Linked DNA regions of Mus musculus: regions 1 and 3 are each linked to region 2. Evidence: chromatin contacts called from public HiChIP or PLAC-seq data. All regions are on one chromosome and are shown on one strand. Each heading gives the region's core, a stretch centred on a gene start, on an enhancer-like site or on the middle of the called end of the contact. The rest is flanking DNA. Distances are from core to core; before and after follow the strand shown.

What was found. HiChIP or PLAC-seq counts read pairs in DNA pulled down with a chosen protein or histone mark.
Region 1: a contact with region 2 is called in a FOXA1 HiChIP or PLAC-seq map of pancreatic cancer cells. The contact joins two enhancer-like sites. A contact is called at or near these places in 2 of 15 datasets of contacts at CTCF or cohesin (embryonic stem cells and large pre-B cells), 8 of 484 Hi-C or Micro-C datasets (differentiating embryonic stem cells and embryonic stem cells) and 1 of 115 datasets of contacts at active chromatin or transcription factors (pancreatic cancer cells).
Region 3: a contact with region 2 is called in a FOXA1 HiChIP or PLAC-seq map of pancreatic cancer cells. The contact joins two enhancer-like sites. A contact is called at or near these places in 1 of 484 Hi-C or Micro-C datasets (embryonic stem cells) and 1 of 115 datasets of contacts at active chromatin or transcription factors (pancreatic cancer cells).

What each region holds. Positions count from the first base shown.
Region 1 is chr14:46,058,198-46,063,138 of GRCm38.p6, reverse strand. No RefSeq gene overlaps it. Among named protein-coding and RNA genes, the nearest start is that of Gm34499, 160 kb to the left of the region's middle. Within about 2 kb of position 1,983, at least 54 of the 459 cell types and tissues checked have an H3K27ac peak or open chromatin away from gene starts, as enhancers often do. A contact at or near this core is called in pancreatic cancer cells, where this site is marked.
Region 2 is chr14:46,513,859-46,518,779 of GRCm38.p6, reverse strand. No RefSeq gene overlaps it. Among named protein-coding and RNA genes, the nearest start is that of E130120K24Rik, 30 kb to the left of the region's middle. Within about 2 kb of position 2,304, at least 49 of the 459 cell types and tissues checked have an H3K27ac peak or open chromatin away from gene starts, as enhancers often do. A contact at or near this core is called in pancreatic cancer cells, where this site is marked.
Region 3 is chr14:46,142,937-46,147,783 of GRCm38.p6, reverse strand. No RefSeq gene overlaps it. Among named protein-coding and RNA genes, the nearest start is that of Gm34499, 76 kb to the left of the region's middle. Within about 2 kb of position 2,788, at least 53 of the 459 cell types and tissues checked have an H3K27ac peak or open chromatin away from gene starts, as enhancers often do. A contact at or near this core is called in pancreatic cancer cells, where this site is marked.

The sequences.
Region 1 (4,941 bases), core at 734-3,233, 460 kb after region 2:
TTCCCTTCTTAAAGATGCCAGGTCTTGTGCCATTCAGAACACACACACACACACACACACACACACACACACACACACACACACACAGACAGAAGAACCTAGGGATGCCTTTGATATTCACAACTGGGTGGCTGCACAGCCCACCTGCACTTGGCAGGCAAATCACAGTGGTAGTTGTCAAATGACCGGGATTGCAGAGATCCCTTTGAAAATGCACGTGGGCTTTTATGCATTGGATGAGGGCAATGTGCCCACACCTGCCCAGAAGATCTAAGTAATAAGGTCGGCCTGCCTCCATCTGTTTACCTTGCTGGTTCTGAATGCACACACCTCAAAGCTTAGGCTCGAAGGCAAAGGATGTTCTTGAAGAAGGTGCGCATTGAGCTTACTTGGCATTCTGTCATGCCAGGTACCACAGAAACAAAAGCAAACCCTAGCACTAGGAGCAGTTCTCTGTTAAGGAACTGAAAACTCTTCGGTTTTTTTTAATGGATTTTCGAAGACAAACTAAAAGAACTTGGAATTGTCTTTAAAGCATTGTTTTCTTTTACCTTTGAATCTTGTTTTAAGAATCTATGAGCCACAATGCCTTCTCACTGCTCTTCAGAATAAATACAACATAAAATAACAGCTGATCTCTATTGCCCAGTATGCTTACATTTATTATTCCTGTGTGTGTGTGTGTGCACCCGTGTACATGGGCACACATGCATGTGCATGCACACCATGAGATATGTGTAGAGGTCAGGCTGCAACCTGTGGGAGCCTCAGGAGTTCATTCTCCTCCATCACATGGGTCTCAGAGATTAAACTCCAGTCCTCAGGCTGATGGCAATTTCCTTCCCTTTCCCTTCCCCTTTCCCTTCCCCTTCCCCTTCCCCTTCCCCTTCCCCTTCCCCTTCCCCTTCCCCTTCCCCTTCCCCTTCCTTCCCCTTCCCCTTCCCCTTCCCCTTCCCCTTCCCCTTCCCCTTCCCCTTCCCCTTCCCCTTCCCCTTCCCCTTCCCTTCCCTTACCACACAGGCTCATCATCAAACATTCTTAAATAGTTTGTCACTTTAGGGAGATCTATGATTGATAACGATGCAATCTGCAGTGCAAACCCAGGTGACTATTCAAGAACCATAATGAATTCACCCTACAGAGGCAATTTAATACTCACTTGGGAAAGATCTCATGGCTCGTTATCCCTGGTATAGCACAGCTTTTGGAACCCAAAAAGACTATAAAACTTCTACAGTGAGAGGTAGGAACAGAAAAATGCTGTTTCTAAAAATAATAAAATAACTTTTGTTGCTCGAGATACCAGTATCAAAAGCTTAACCCAGTTAGCTTTATGTGATTTTTAGTAACCTTCAAGTACAGAAACCATGCAAACCTTCACAAACCCGTGCTTAAAGGTCTGAGGTCTGATAATAGGAACTAGAAGGCACACAGACAAGAGACTCTACTACTTCAAGGGTAGAGAACATAGCACTGCAATTGATGGGGCTTCTTTAACAGTCTTGCCCCTACCCCATGCCAACAGTATGTACTTATATGTGTATATGAGTGTTCGTGTGCACGGGCCTAGAACCTGGTCGACTCTCTTGCCTTTGCATCAGCAAGAAAGGAGTGCAAAACATCCTTGTCTCCCTCTAACTCTGTTAGACGAAGGCAGTGGCATCCACCAAGCTCCTAAAGGTTTCCAGTTGGGTTGCAGAGATCTGTAGCGTGCTCTCTGCACTAGGTCTCATCTTGCAGCCCTGCTACCAGATGAAAGCAAAAGCAAAAAAGCAGTAGCAAAGCCCAGGCTCTGTCTTCCTGCTCCAACATGCTAGCAATTGTGGACGGGGCACTCGACTGATGTAGCCACTCTGTTGTCCGTGTCCACTGGGTTCAGCTGAGAATGTCTGAGTTTGTGTCCGCTGCGCTCAGCTGAGGATGTCTGAGATCAACAGGTGGCCTTGCTAATGGAACAGATTCGCTCATTGTTTGTGTGTTTAATGAATCATTGAGTTACTGATCGGCAGTGAGCAATGGAAGCTGTTCAAACAGAAAGGAAGCCCAGCCGTGGGGTGGTGCCGCCAACACGCTCCTTTGAAGAGCTGCTGGCCCTGTGGGGAATGCAAGAGGCTTACGGTTTACTCCCTATGGTTCCCAGAGAAATGGTAGCAAGAGGAAGGTGTTATTTCTAATTGGATGATGAAAGTCAGCTCGAGGGACAGAGACCAAAAGGCCAAATGGAAGAAGGGGAGGAAGAAAAAAAAACCATCTGAATCAAACACGGAGGTAAAACTGAGAGGCAGGTGTTTGCAGTGAACCGTGCAATAACCCCCCCTTCACCCCCTGCTCCTGAGGAAGCAGCCAAGTGGGAAAGAGCAGAGAGATGTTAAAAGAAAGAGAGAGAGAGAGAGAGAGAGAGAGAGAGAGAGAGAGAGAGAGAGAAGGAAGGAAGGAAGGAAGGAAGGAAGGAAGGAAGGAAGGAAGGAAGGAAGGAAGGAAGGAAGGAAGGAAGGAAAAGGCAAGGCTAGGGAGTTGAAAGCTGATTTTCCAGAGTGTGCTGTACGGGGGGGGGGGGGTGGGGGTGGGGGGGGGGGTGGGGGGGGGGATGCTCTGTCATTTGGAGAGGCCAGACTGATCAGCCGTGAGATTCCTGAGCAGTGCACACCAATCCTGTCTGTAGCAGAACTGACTAGGTAGATGAGTGCTGTCCTTAGGAGACAGTGCTCCTCCTACACCCTAGGTAAGAATTTTCATTCTTCAGTTTATTGGATCTGGATGTCTACAGCGTCTCTCTGCTCAGCAGCTCCTATCACGAGCTAATTCCACTATGGCATCAGTGTTTTTCCCAGAGGCTGTTCCAGATTGCCAAAAGACTTTTACTTGGTTCCTCACTTGAAGCTGGGATTCTTAACTTTCTCTTGTCCAGTCAACCCATCATGGAAAGCAGAGCTGGATCAGCAGCCTTCCCTGGTTGCTGCCTACCACCAGGTTATTGACCACTTCTCCCTGGGTCTTTGTCTTGGCCTCCTGTGTCATGATTTCCTTCATCTTCTTTCACAGTGTGTAGGAGAGACAATTCCAATGTGGTTGTTACTTTCTCCAAGAAAAAACGAGCAGTGATGGGGTTGGGGAAATGGCTCTATCAGTAAAGTGCTTGCCACACAAGCCTGAAGACTTAGAGGTCAGATACCACATAAAAGCCAAGCTCTAAAGCATGCACGTGTAATGTCAGCACTTGGGGGACTGGAGACAGGTGGGTCCTTAGAAAACACTGGCCAGCCAGGTTAGACAGTGAGCTCCAGGATCAGTGAGCAATCCTGTTTAAAAATAAGGAAGATAGCAATTGAGGACGGTACCTGACATTGATATTAGGCATATACACATGCCTAGACACCCACATGCATACATACAGGAATACATATGTGAGCAAACACATACAATAGAAGAGATAAACAAATAACCATCACTTATTTTAGCATCGACATGAACTTCAAACTTGGCCATCCATTGTTTACCATGAAGTATATCTGTCCTATGGTAACTTGGGTGGTTTTTGCCTGGAACACCTTTAGTAACTGGTTTGAATTACTAAATGCTACTACATCATTCTAAAGAACAAGGCCCACTTCAAACCCCTGACTTTGCAGGTTGCCAGATGCATAAAAAGTTTCCTTCAAATCCTCTGCTGCTCCCTTCATGCTTTGCTCTGAATGTGGCTGGTGCTTTTACTTGCTGCCCTTTCTAAGAACAGGTATCAGTGACATGTGTGGTTTGTGGTTTTTAAAGTTACAGGGCATACAATATCTATGGCAAGGCAATTTGGTATGGAGGAAACTGTGTTATGGGTTAAGCAATGTGAGCCCTTTGGCCATCTTTGGAGAATGTCCTTGGCTGTAGACTCTCTAAGTGGATTGTAAATTAAATATGTTTCCTTTCCTGTAGGACACACAGCTAAACCCAGTTCCTACTGTCCAGTATAGTCAGCTGGGTCCAGATACATGTTCTGGCCAAAGTAATATGAGTTGATCCCTATATAACCAGGCTGAGGTCAAGATGGTCCATTCTACTCCCTTCCCCTTCTCTTGGCTAGCGTTTACTACCTTTGAAGGTCCTAGAACTTCTGCTCAACCTGCCCCTTCATCTTTCACAGTAACCATTTAAGACATTTAACATTTAACATTTAAGAGCAGCCATTTAAGACTAGGCATTGCAGCAATGAGCCATTCCCTCCACTCTCCTTTACCCATGAAGAATGAAAGTATAAACATCCATTCTTTCTACCTGCCCAGGAAAATTGAGCAGCACCTAAGAATCCTGATGAACCATGGCTGCTGTCTTATTTACACCGCCATTCTGTCCACTCAGAATCTCTTGGTCACAGGCATTCTTTACCTCAGAGACTCGGCACAGAAAATAAGGATAACAGAAAGTCTGTCAGGATCAGCTAGTCAAAAAACTACAGGGCAGCTTAAAGGGCAGTAGCATGGAGTTTGGAAGAGCCACAAGCTGTAGAATAAGGCCAGAATTTGCCACTGCATCCCATCCAGCTGGTGGAGAGTTTTGAGCAGTAAATCCCCATTGACAGCTGAGCTGTGACAAGGCTCCCACTTTACCAGCACATCTCTTGCTGTGAGTTTGTGTTCATCAAATCCTGAAAATCTCAGCTTTTCCAAAATTCATCTCTTCCACGCGTCCTCTTCAATAAAGCCTTCTTCTCGGCTGAAAGAAGAAAGCTACTGCTCCCATAGACCATGTTATTTCTATTTTAAAAACCCAAGAAGTCTATACACATGTGCCCCACGTGTACATGACATACAATGTGAATTTCTGATTTTGAATGTTTGTGTGCACAGTGGAATGCAGGCACCTTCTATAGTAGAAGCCATAACATTTTCCCTGTAGTGGGATGTGACCCAATCCAGAATAAAGAGCTTGTGTTTAGTCTGTAACTTGAATAGC
Region 2 (4,921 bases), core at 1,055-3,554:
ACACATTTATTCGGGAATAGTTATGGATAGACAGATTCTAACAAGTGTTGCTTCTTCATCTATAATCTGCTAGAAGAACGAATCTGATCAGCTCTGCCCTGAAGGAAGAGAAGTGCATTTTCTTTAATGGAGTTTATTTGAAGCCTCCGATGCTAATGTGAGCTCACAGATTGGGCAAGTTCCACCAAAATAACTTTCAAACTATTTGTACTCAATTAAATGTTTATTTAAAATTTTCTTTTGGTTTCTACTGCTGTAACTGTATTGTTCATTTTTCGAATACCGAAAGTGCTGTTGTTTAGTCTCAGAGGCATTGCTCGTTACAAATTTAACAACTGTGACATATTAAAAACAACATTTAGGGAAGAAATTAGGTTTGAGAGGATGTGGCCAGATGTTTCCATGGAGTTTCACCAAAATGTCACTTAAATGCCAGTAAGATTTGAAAAGGAAATCCCCCCCCCCGAAAGTTTCTCTGGCCATTTAACTGACCCCAGAATACTTTGCTGTCAGAGTCTCATTGGGAAACCTGTTTGATTTTCATTTTTAATCATGGTTTTCTTGAGGGTCTGTGAAATCTTTTCAGTATCAATTTTCTCTTATAAATGTACTATGGCAACTGACAAAATTGTGACAAAGTCACTGCCTTTGTGACCCTAGTTTTGACTGAAATGAGGTTCTGATACCTGTCATCTACGACTGCCAAGACAACTAAGTAAAACAATGTATGTGACAGTCTTCCCTGATGATGACATGTCAGATTGTGTCATTATTATTGCAGACAGTACTATTTGTTGATTGGGATTCAACCTCCCCCAAACAAACAAACAAACAAACAAACAAACAAACAAACAAAATCATTAAATGTTCTGGTGCTTCTTGACTCAGAAGAAAAGCAATCCTGTTTGAAGTTTTGATGAGGTGTTGGTGTCTGGTTGGGATTGTCAGTTAACACTGGGGAAAAACTCGAGTGTCTGAAGACAAGCAGGAGATGAAGTCATTATTATCTTCAGGTAAGTTGAATGGTAGTGAGGATAGAAGTCTTGGAGATAACCTGTACATTCTGAAGAGGAACTAGAAAGGAGCCGGAAGTAAAGACAAAAATAATAGAGACCTGGAGCCTAGGCAGAAGAGCCTAGGTTTCCTTTCTGTGGGAAGTCTCTGGGTGTCAGTGGCTTGATGGAACAGAAGTTCTCACTATTTGGTCCACGTTCAACAATACACAGAATCATAAAAGCATAGCAAAAGCTTGTACCACAGAGGTTTTTCAAGGAAAAAGGGATAAGCTCGGTCCAAAACTATTATGCAGGGCGGAGACATTCCAAGCATGCCATTCCATGCCTGTGCCAGGGGAATGTGGGCACAGCATAGAAACAATGGCCAAGGCTGGAGAGATTAAGAGGACCAGGGAAATTTTGAATAAAAAAAAAAAACAAGTAGTGAAGAGTGTACCCTACCTCCCACACACGAAAGCTTCCCTCTTTGGGGGTTTAAGTGTGGGTTGAATTAGTTTTTAGATTCATCAGCTATAAATCCCCAAAATTTGGTGCTAAATGATTAGAGCTGCATCTTGCAAAAAGTATACACACACACACACACACACACACACACACACACACACACACACACACAGAGAGAGAACCAGAAAAAGATACTGGATAAATAGTTTGTTGATATTTCAACTCCAAACTCAAAATGACACTATCATCTCTTTCCATTTTCCTGGATTCCAGGTGGGATAAACCTCCATAATGAAAGTTTGTTATATTTAAAAAATAAATGCAAACAGCCTTTCCAATCACTCTCGGAAATTCTGAACCTAGAGAAACATAGCCATTCCCGTCCACACATTTCCTTATCCTGGGAACGAGTATTGTCATGGTGGTTGTTTGGGCTCCATCCACATTTGTGATCCTTTGAAACATGAGAGGAGTTTTGATTTTGAAAGGTGCCCCACGATTCCCAAGAACTCTATTGGCTCACAGCTGTGGGAATGGCTGCATCTGCTTCGTGTTTATAGCCATCCATCTTCATTCTTTTTGGTAGATAAACTGAAAATAGGAGTAAACATGGCCCTCCCCAAAAAGGATATTTTTGGAGGTTTTTTCGATAAGAATTTTAGTTAAGTGCTTTGGGGGAAAATTACCACAACCCACTTCACTAAGAGCTATTGTTTTGTTTTCTTTGACTGATAATATATTTAACCAAAGAAGAACAATTCAGTTGCCTGGTGATGGGATGATTCAGTTTCTCCAAGGCGGGGTTCAGAGAACCTTAGTCACAGTCACCTGGAGAGTTCTGAAGACTTTAGATTCCTGGGCCCTACTCCAACCCTGTGACTCAGGAGCCTCAGGACCACAACGAGGAAGCTGTGTGTTTAGTGAGTCCTGCAGGTGGTTCCTATGTATCTTCATATGTAAGGGGGCATGATTCTTCAAATCAGCAATCAGTGCTTGATCTTGGGTGAGGTAGCTACATCACCCACCTCCAAGGTTCGGAGAGGAGTATCAGTGGGAGGAAGGATGGGAGAATATGAAAGTCAGAAGATGGAGAGGGATGTCGTGAGATGCTGCCTTCTGGACATGTGGGCATGGATTCTCACAGAATGGATGCTTACCTGCACAAGACCTGCTTAAGCCTAGGACCGCTAACTTCCCATTGAGCCTGAGGAGGGAGACTCATGAGGCCCTCAGTCCTTCCTAAGGAGCCACAGGCAGTTAGTTAATAGATGCTGGGAGGGAAGAGAGTCCTCGGTGATGTAGAGTAAGTTGCCTTTGCTCGTGAAAAATAACCTCTCAGTCAAGCTTATGTGAGCGATTTTAATTCAATACAGTGGGGTACACACAGAGAGGAGCAATTTTAATTCAATACAGTGGGGTGCACACAGAGAGACATGGGTAGGAGGGCTAACTTGTTGGGGAGACAAAGAGGTTCTATGGGAGTGTGAGGGATGTAAGATGTGAGAGGGATTTTATATATATATATATATATGTAATTTTTGAAGGATAAGTAATAAATAACATAAAAATAAATAAAAGAAATTTAAAATGAACAAATTAACAAACAAAAGTGCTTTTGCTCAGGAGTCCCTCTAACTCTGATGAAAGGGTCAGGGCCAAGTTGTCTTGGGAGGTGGGCAGCCCAGTTTAAAACCCAGTGAAAGTGATTTTTCCATCTCCTCAATGTCTCTCGTTTTGTTTGCTCTGTCCCAAAGCTTCCTTCACATGGCACAGCATTTGGAATTGAGGGTCCACCCTGAAGCAGTTTACTGTGGATCCTCTGCTGATGCTCGGCGACCATGAGTTACATTTTAAGAAGAGCTCCTACATTCGGTCAGCACAGTTGCCTGACAGCTCTGGGATATCAGGCAGATCTATGTCTACTTTCCAGGGCAGTGGTTCTTGGACTTTTAACTGCATGGTAGAATCTCGTGGATTTAGAACTCCTCCATCTCAGGCTAAACTCCAGACCAAAGTCATTAAACCTACAAGACAGGATCCAGGCCTCTGAGCTTTGTGACGCTCCCTGGTGATTCCAATGTACCATCAAGGCCAAGGCCTTCCTTCGGTCCTAGGGCATCTGGAGAAAGCACAGATTCTAACATCTGTAGGGATCATCAGTGGCTTTCTCTGCAGACAGAACTCTTCATTTCCTATGGTTAGGGCTATATGCATGGTTTAGAAGGCATTTCTTATGAAAATGTGTTCCAGAGAGAGAGTCTGAACATTTCTTTAGAGTGTTCAGCCACACTGTCGGAGCTCCAGCCCAGTCCACTGTTATTCGAATGAATTGCCGCTGGTATTTAAGCCTTCATCCATAGACTCATGCCAGTGTGTTCTGCCCCTGCCTGGCCTTGAAATACACAACACCAGCACTTCCTTTTGTCTGTATCAAGATGATCTACAAAATTTATCAGTCTTCAGCTCTTTTTTGTCTTCCCAAGAGCCAGTAACAGATCTCCAGTGAGCTGAAACAGGGTAAGTTGTTTTAAACTAGTGACTGCTTAATAAATTAGCCCAAGACGGCTCCTACAGCCAGTTTCCCAGGGTATCAGAGCAACACCGCAAGAAAAATTATTTCCATTAAACACCACAAAAATGTCTTTCCTGTGATACTTCACTAAAAGGGTGACATGTGCAAGAGTCTCAGTCACAAAACAGGAAAGCAATGTTTGAAAGTTAAATTAAAAAGTAAAGCATAGTTAAGATTTTATTGAGCTTAAACTCCACTCCTACCCCCTAAACATATAAATCTGTTCTGGGCTCTATGTCTCCCACTCAGATGGGTGATAAATTTTGGATGCTGGATTCTTATGTCTCTAAAAATAACGTTTACCTACAGTGAAGTGCAACATCTGGGCCCACTGGGAGAGTACAGAGTGGCCTTTTAGGTTAATTGTTTGTGTAGACAGGTTAGGTTTCCCAATGCTGAGAATGGTACCTGTTCTCTTTCTCTTGGCCTCATCCACCGGAGGTGAGGAGGATATCCCTGACTTTCCCATAGGCCTGCTCCTTCATGCAGAATGTCACCATCCATGCTGGGACATTGGGGAGATGGAGTATTTCCCATGTCATTTGAACTGAGGGACCTGCTGTTCCCAGAGCCACCTTGGTTCCTGTGGTTGAGGGGGATTAAAGAGGTTCCCTTCCATACCTCAGTGCTCCATAGTGAGTGCTGTCAGAACTGACCCATGTGTCTGTGACACTCTCAATGGAGTGCCTCTATGTCTCTCTCCCTCAGAAGGAGTTTTTCATTGCCTAGATCTCAGTGGACCTTGGGAAGACCCATGCATGTTGTATAGACTGTCAAAGTAGGAATGGCAGCAAGGTAGACATTAGACTGATCATAGTGAGAACTGTCTGTTTTTCTTTCCAACACTCCACTCCAAAACAGCTAATCCCATGGAAAAAGAGGCCTTATG
Region 3 (4,847 bases), core at 1,539-4,038, 370 kb after region 2:
TTTGCAAGAGTGAGTGGGTCTTGGGCAATCATTCAAACTACCAGTAGATATTTTGAATATTGGGTCTCCTTACAAAATTTCTTTTTGAAGATACAGCTCTTTGACTAAGCCTGACTTTGTTTTATGGAGTAGTGATGTTGATTCGGGCAGCTTCCACAGTTCACATTAACCTCATGGTGGGGAATTACAAGTGATTCTCTTGTGCAGCAGAGATGCAGGCAGTTATCTGCTGAGTGCATGCTCCCAGGGACAGGGAACTAGCTCCATGCTGTCCTGCTGGCTCACGTCTTCATTGCCAGCAAAGTCATATAAAGCTATTCTCTTTAATGAAGAAGAAAAACATATTTTTTTTCTGAGCTCTGCTGGGAGAGTACTGGTGCACATGAGCCGGTCAGGTCTTTAATTTATTTTATTTTATTTTAACAATTTCTTATTCCTTAGAACCAAGAAATCCCTTCTTCCATGCAGCTACCCCCAGACTACTTTGTGTTCTTGCTCTGCTTTAACTATATTATCTGCTTCCTTGCCTAAATTGTTGCCTTTTTTCAAGCCCACTTCATCCTGTATCAAGAGAGCACCATTTTCAGTTGCTAAAATAGTTGTGAAAAAGCACAGGATTGAAGTCAGGAACGTAACATGGAGAGATGAGATGCTTCTGCAAGACTCTTTGATAAAGTAAATGAAAAACAAAACAAAACAAAACAAAACAAAAAAACCCACATACCCCATGTGGTGGTTTGAGTGAAAATGTTTCCCATAGGCTCATAAAGGAGTGGCACTATTAGGAGGTGTGGCCTTGTTGGAGGAGGTGTGGCCTTGTTAGAGGGTGTGTGTTACTGGGGGCTTTGAGGTCTAAGATGCCCAAGTCAGGCTTAGTGGCTTACTCTCTCTTCCTGTCCACTTCACATTCAGATGTGGAACTCTCAGCCGCCTCTCCAGCACCATGCCTGCCATGCTTCTTGCCATGACAATAATGGACTAAACCTCTGAACTGCAAGCCAGACCCATTAAAATGTTTTTTTCTTTATAAGAGTTGCCATGGTCATGGCGTTTCTTCACAGCAATGAAAACCCTAACCAAGACCCTAGAAAAAGAAAGAGACTTCCCTTTCTTTTGAGACACTCTTGAGAACAGCTGAAGAAGTGGAATTACTAAACACCATCTTCCTCCACCTGCCCTCAGAGCCGCTATTGCTCTCTACTGGGGCTCCTGGTTAGAGACGACCTCACACCAGAGCACACACAGTAGCTCAGTAAATACATGAAGCCTCCAATCAGGTCTCTCAAAACAAAAGAAAGCAATGGCTTCTCCAGATGTAGCACAACCCTTTTATTTAGGGCAAGTCTTAATTTTCCAATTTTTGCACCTCCTCCAAGCATTGTGGTCTTGAAAGAGGCCATCTAGAAAGATGCTAATTTGAGAGTTCCAGGCATCTCCTCAGCAGCCTGTGACAGTTTATTCCTAGTCAAAGCTACATCTTTTCAAATGGAAACTCACATTTCAGTCCGAAATGACAACTCAGGCCCAAAGCACACACTTCACGTGGCACCAGGGTAAATACTGAACGCTTTCACAGACTTTGTCCAAATTAAACACTGAGAAATCCCCAGAGGCTTTAGTTTCCTGAAGTGAAGAAAAATCATACTTCTTCCAGCTTTCACTAGGAAATATCACACAAAATCCCATGTTTTCATCTCCCCGGATATGTGTGCAATTGATACACAATCGAAGGATCATTTTCATTTTTTAAGGTTGGAGAGCTAGTCACTCAGAAAGTGATGACGTCGAGTCCCAGCATTCACTCCAATCCCATACAGCTATAGATAAGCTTCTTGCTTTCCTCCCAGTTCAGGGTGATCTCGAAGTGCTGCTCACATAGCCAATCAAAAGCCAGAGAACCATCATTTGTTTTCACTTTCTGAAACCGTTTTCAGGAACACAGTGATCAGCATATGCTGACTTCTAGAAATATTAGCTGCAGAACTGGCAGCCAGCTTTGGCCTCCGTACCCATCCATATGCTTATTAGATCACTTGTACAAACGTTCAATTGTCGTTGCTCTCCTCTCCCGCTGCAGTGTTTGAAAGCAGTTCCTTTATGTTGCCTTCCCAAGGACTATGGGCTTCGGTCAAATTTTAATTGAAACATGACCCTGGCACTGCTTTGCTAAAATTAATTGAGATTAAGATTTATGAACATTCCTTGAGGTTTGAAAGAACTGTAGTAGTTGCAATTTAAAACATTAGTCAGCATTCAGGAGTGCTGTCCAATTTCTAAAATGCACAGGAACTGTGGTACTTTGCTGCTGTTTGAACATGAGAACGAACAGTGTGCACATTTGAGCAGATCTGCACGGCGTGATGAAGTCAGAGAACCTGATGGAACCTGGAAAGATTGTCCTGTCCCAGCACTTAGCTTCAGGTCTTTTAAGACCACCCAAGAGAAATGAGATTTATTGTATTGTGAAAGCTCATTCCCAAGAGATGTTTTCCTTCCTTAAAAATAAATCATTTGTCAACCTTTATTGACAAGAAATATTTGTATAAAAATACCGTGATGAAATCCATTGTTTTGTACAACAACAACAAAAAAACTTTCAGAATGAGATAAAAAGATTACAATACATATATATGTCCTTATTGCCTTATTTGTTTTGAAATACCTTCACACTCATTAGGTAACTTCAAAAATCCCCTGGTAGTTCATGTGGTGCTTACCATTCCCATTTTATAGATGAAACACTGAGACACAGGCGTTACACAGTTGCCCTCAAACCTCATTAGAGAGATGAGTCATAGCTGGGAGTGAGAACACAGAGCCGAAACCTTCATTCCTGAGTGCTTTGTCAACCCCACATTCTTCCCGAATACATCCAAAATAAAAAGCAATCACATGTGAGTGGCCAAACAATGGTAATCAGATCGTCACAAACCACTGGCTACTGCCAAAGGACCTGGCCACGAGCTGTGTCCCTCTGCATTTGGGCTTCCCTTTGTCTCCTTTCCGTAGAATGAAAAATGAATAGTGATTGTCAACAAAACAAATGCACTTTACTTCACAGTCTTCTAACCAAAGTCACAAACAAGTGGCTCTCAAATATGCCCGGAGACAAATTCTTTAGCTGACATGCAGTAAGCAACACAAATGAATCTGTGCTCCTATCTGACTGGCTACATTGCTATTGTTCTCCTATCAGGTCTCCTTGGTGAGCTTTAATTAATATCAGAAACAGCACAGGAAACATCCTTAATTATTCCTCTTGTGTTCAGAATAAATGTAGTCCACTCAAGGCAAAGTAAACGGCAAGTCTTTGAACTTGAGCGTTATCTTTGTCCTTTGGCTTACAAGGACTCTGTGTTATCAGACATGATAATTTGTTCTCTGTGATACCCTCACTGAAATTAATTTTGTTGTAGTCTAGCATACGTTTCCTCTTGCTGATACTTTCACTCTTGGCAAGGTCTTATCTGGGCAGTTAGGGCAGCCCTCGTCTGGCTCTGTCTGCTGAGGCTCAATAGCTGCAGGGGCAACAATGTTGTTGTTTTAAACAAAGATGTTTACTTTGTTATTAATGTAAAATTTAATTCATTTCCTCTTTTTAATCTTCTCATGGGGCAGACAGAAACCCCACCCTCCTTTCTTCTTCTTGTCAGAGATGATGGTCTGGGACTTCATTGCTAAGTTTCCTTGGAAACATCCTCTCAGATCCTTCCAAATACACTGTCATCACAAGGGAGGAGCCATTTTCAGACTCTGCTCCCTGCACCCTGGCTTAAACTCTCTACCATCCAGGGCTAAAAATGGCCTTTGCCCCTTTTTCTTTTTTTCTTTTTCATGGTGTCTCTCTCTCTCTCTCTCTCTCTCTCTCTCTCTCTCTCTCTCTCTCTCTCTGTGTGTGTGTGTGTGTGTGTATGTGTGTGTGTGTGTGTATGTGTGTGTGTTGTATACCTGTGTTCATATATGGGTATTGATATCAGGATATTGTCCACAGTTGCTTCTCTGCCTTATTTTTGAGACAGGCTTTCTCACTGAACCCAGGGCTCAGTGTTTCAGCTGCAGTGGCTGGCCAAGAGCGCCCAGAATCCTCCTGGTCTCTGCTCCCTAAGTGCTGAGGTTAAAGATACACAGCAGTGTCTGGTTTTCGTTTGTTTGTTTGTGTCTCTTCGCTTTTTAATAATGGATAGCAGGACTCTGAACTCGGATCCTCATGCTTGCCAACAGGTGCCTTGCCCAGGCAGTCATCTTTCCAGTCCTAGTTTCATCTTCAAATATTAAAGTTGCATAACACTTAGTGAAAAAAATCCTACAGATTAAAGTAATACACATCCCCCATCACTGCGGCTGAGTACATGCTGTGTATTGCAATGTGATTTTTGTTCCAAGAAAAGATTGGTATATGGACAACAGACTTTATGCAAATGAGCTCGTAGTGACTATTCTGCAGTTAACTCTAAAATTGTCTACTTAGTCTTTGAGAAGTTCATATATGCATGTAATGTTTTGATCATATTCACTACCCGTCCCTTCTTCTTCCCACCACTTCTCCTCCTTCCGTATTTGTGTATTTTATTTTTAATTCTCCACTGAGTGTTATTAGGGTTGCTTGCATGAGCATGAATGTGGGATTATTTATTAATTCATGGGCAAGAGGTTACACCCCTCAAGAAAAATTACTTTCCCCATTCCCCAGAAACCACTGTCAGTGGCTTCTCAGCCAGGGCGGAGCCTCACCTGCCTCTCCTGTATCAATCCTGGGGAGTTGTGGAGCTATGAAGGTCTTGTATGGGTAACTGCAGTTTCCCCGAGCTCAAGTGGGCAACAGCAATGCCATGGCCAGAAAACAATGT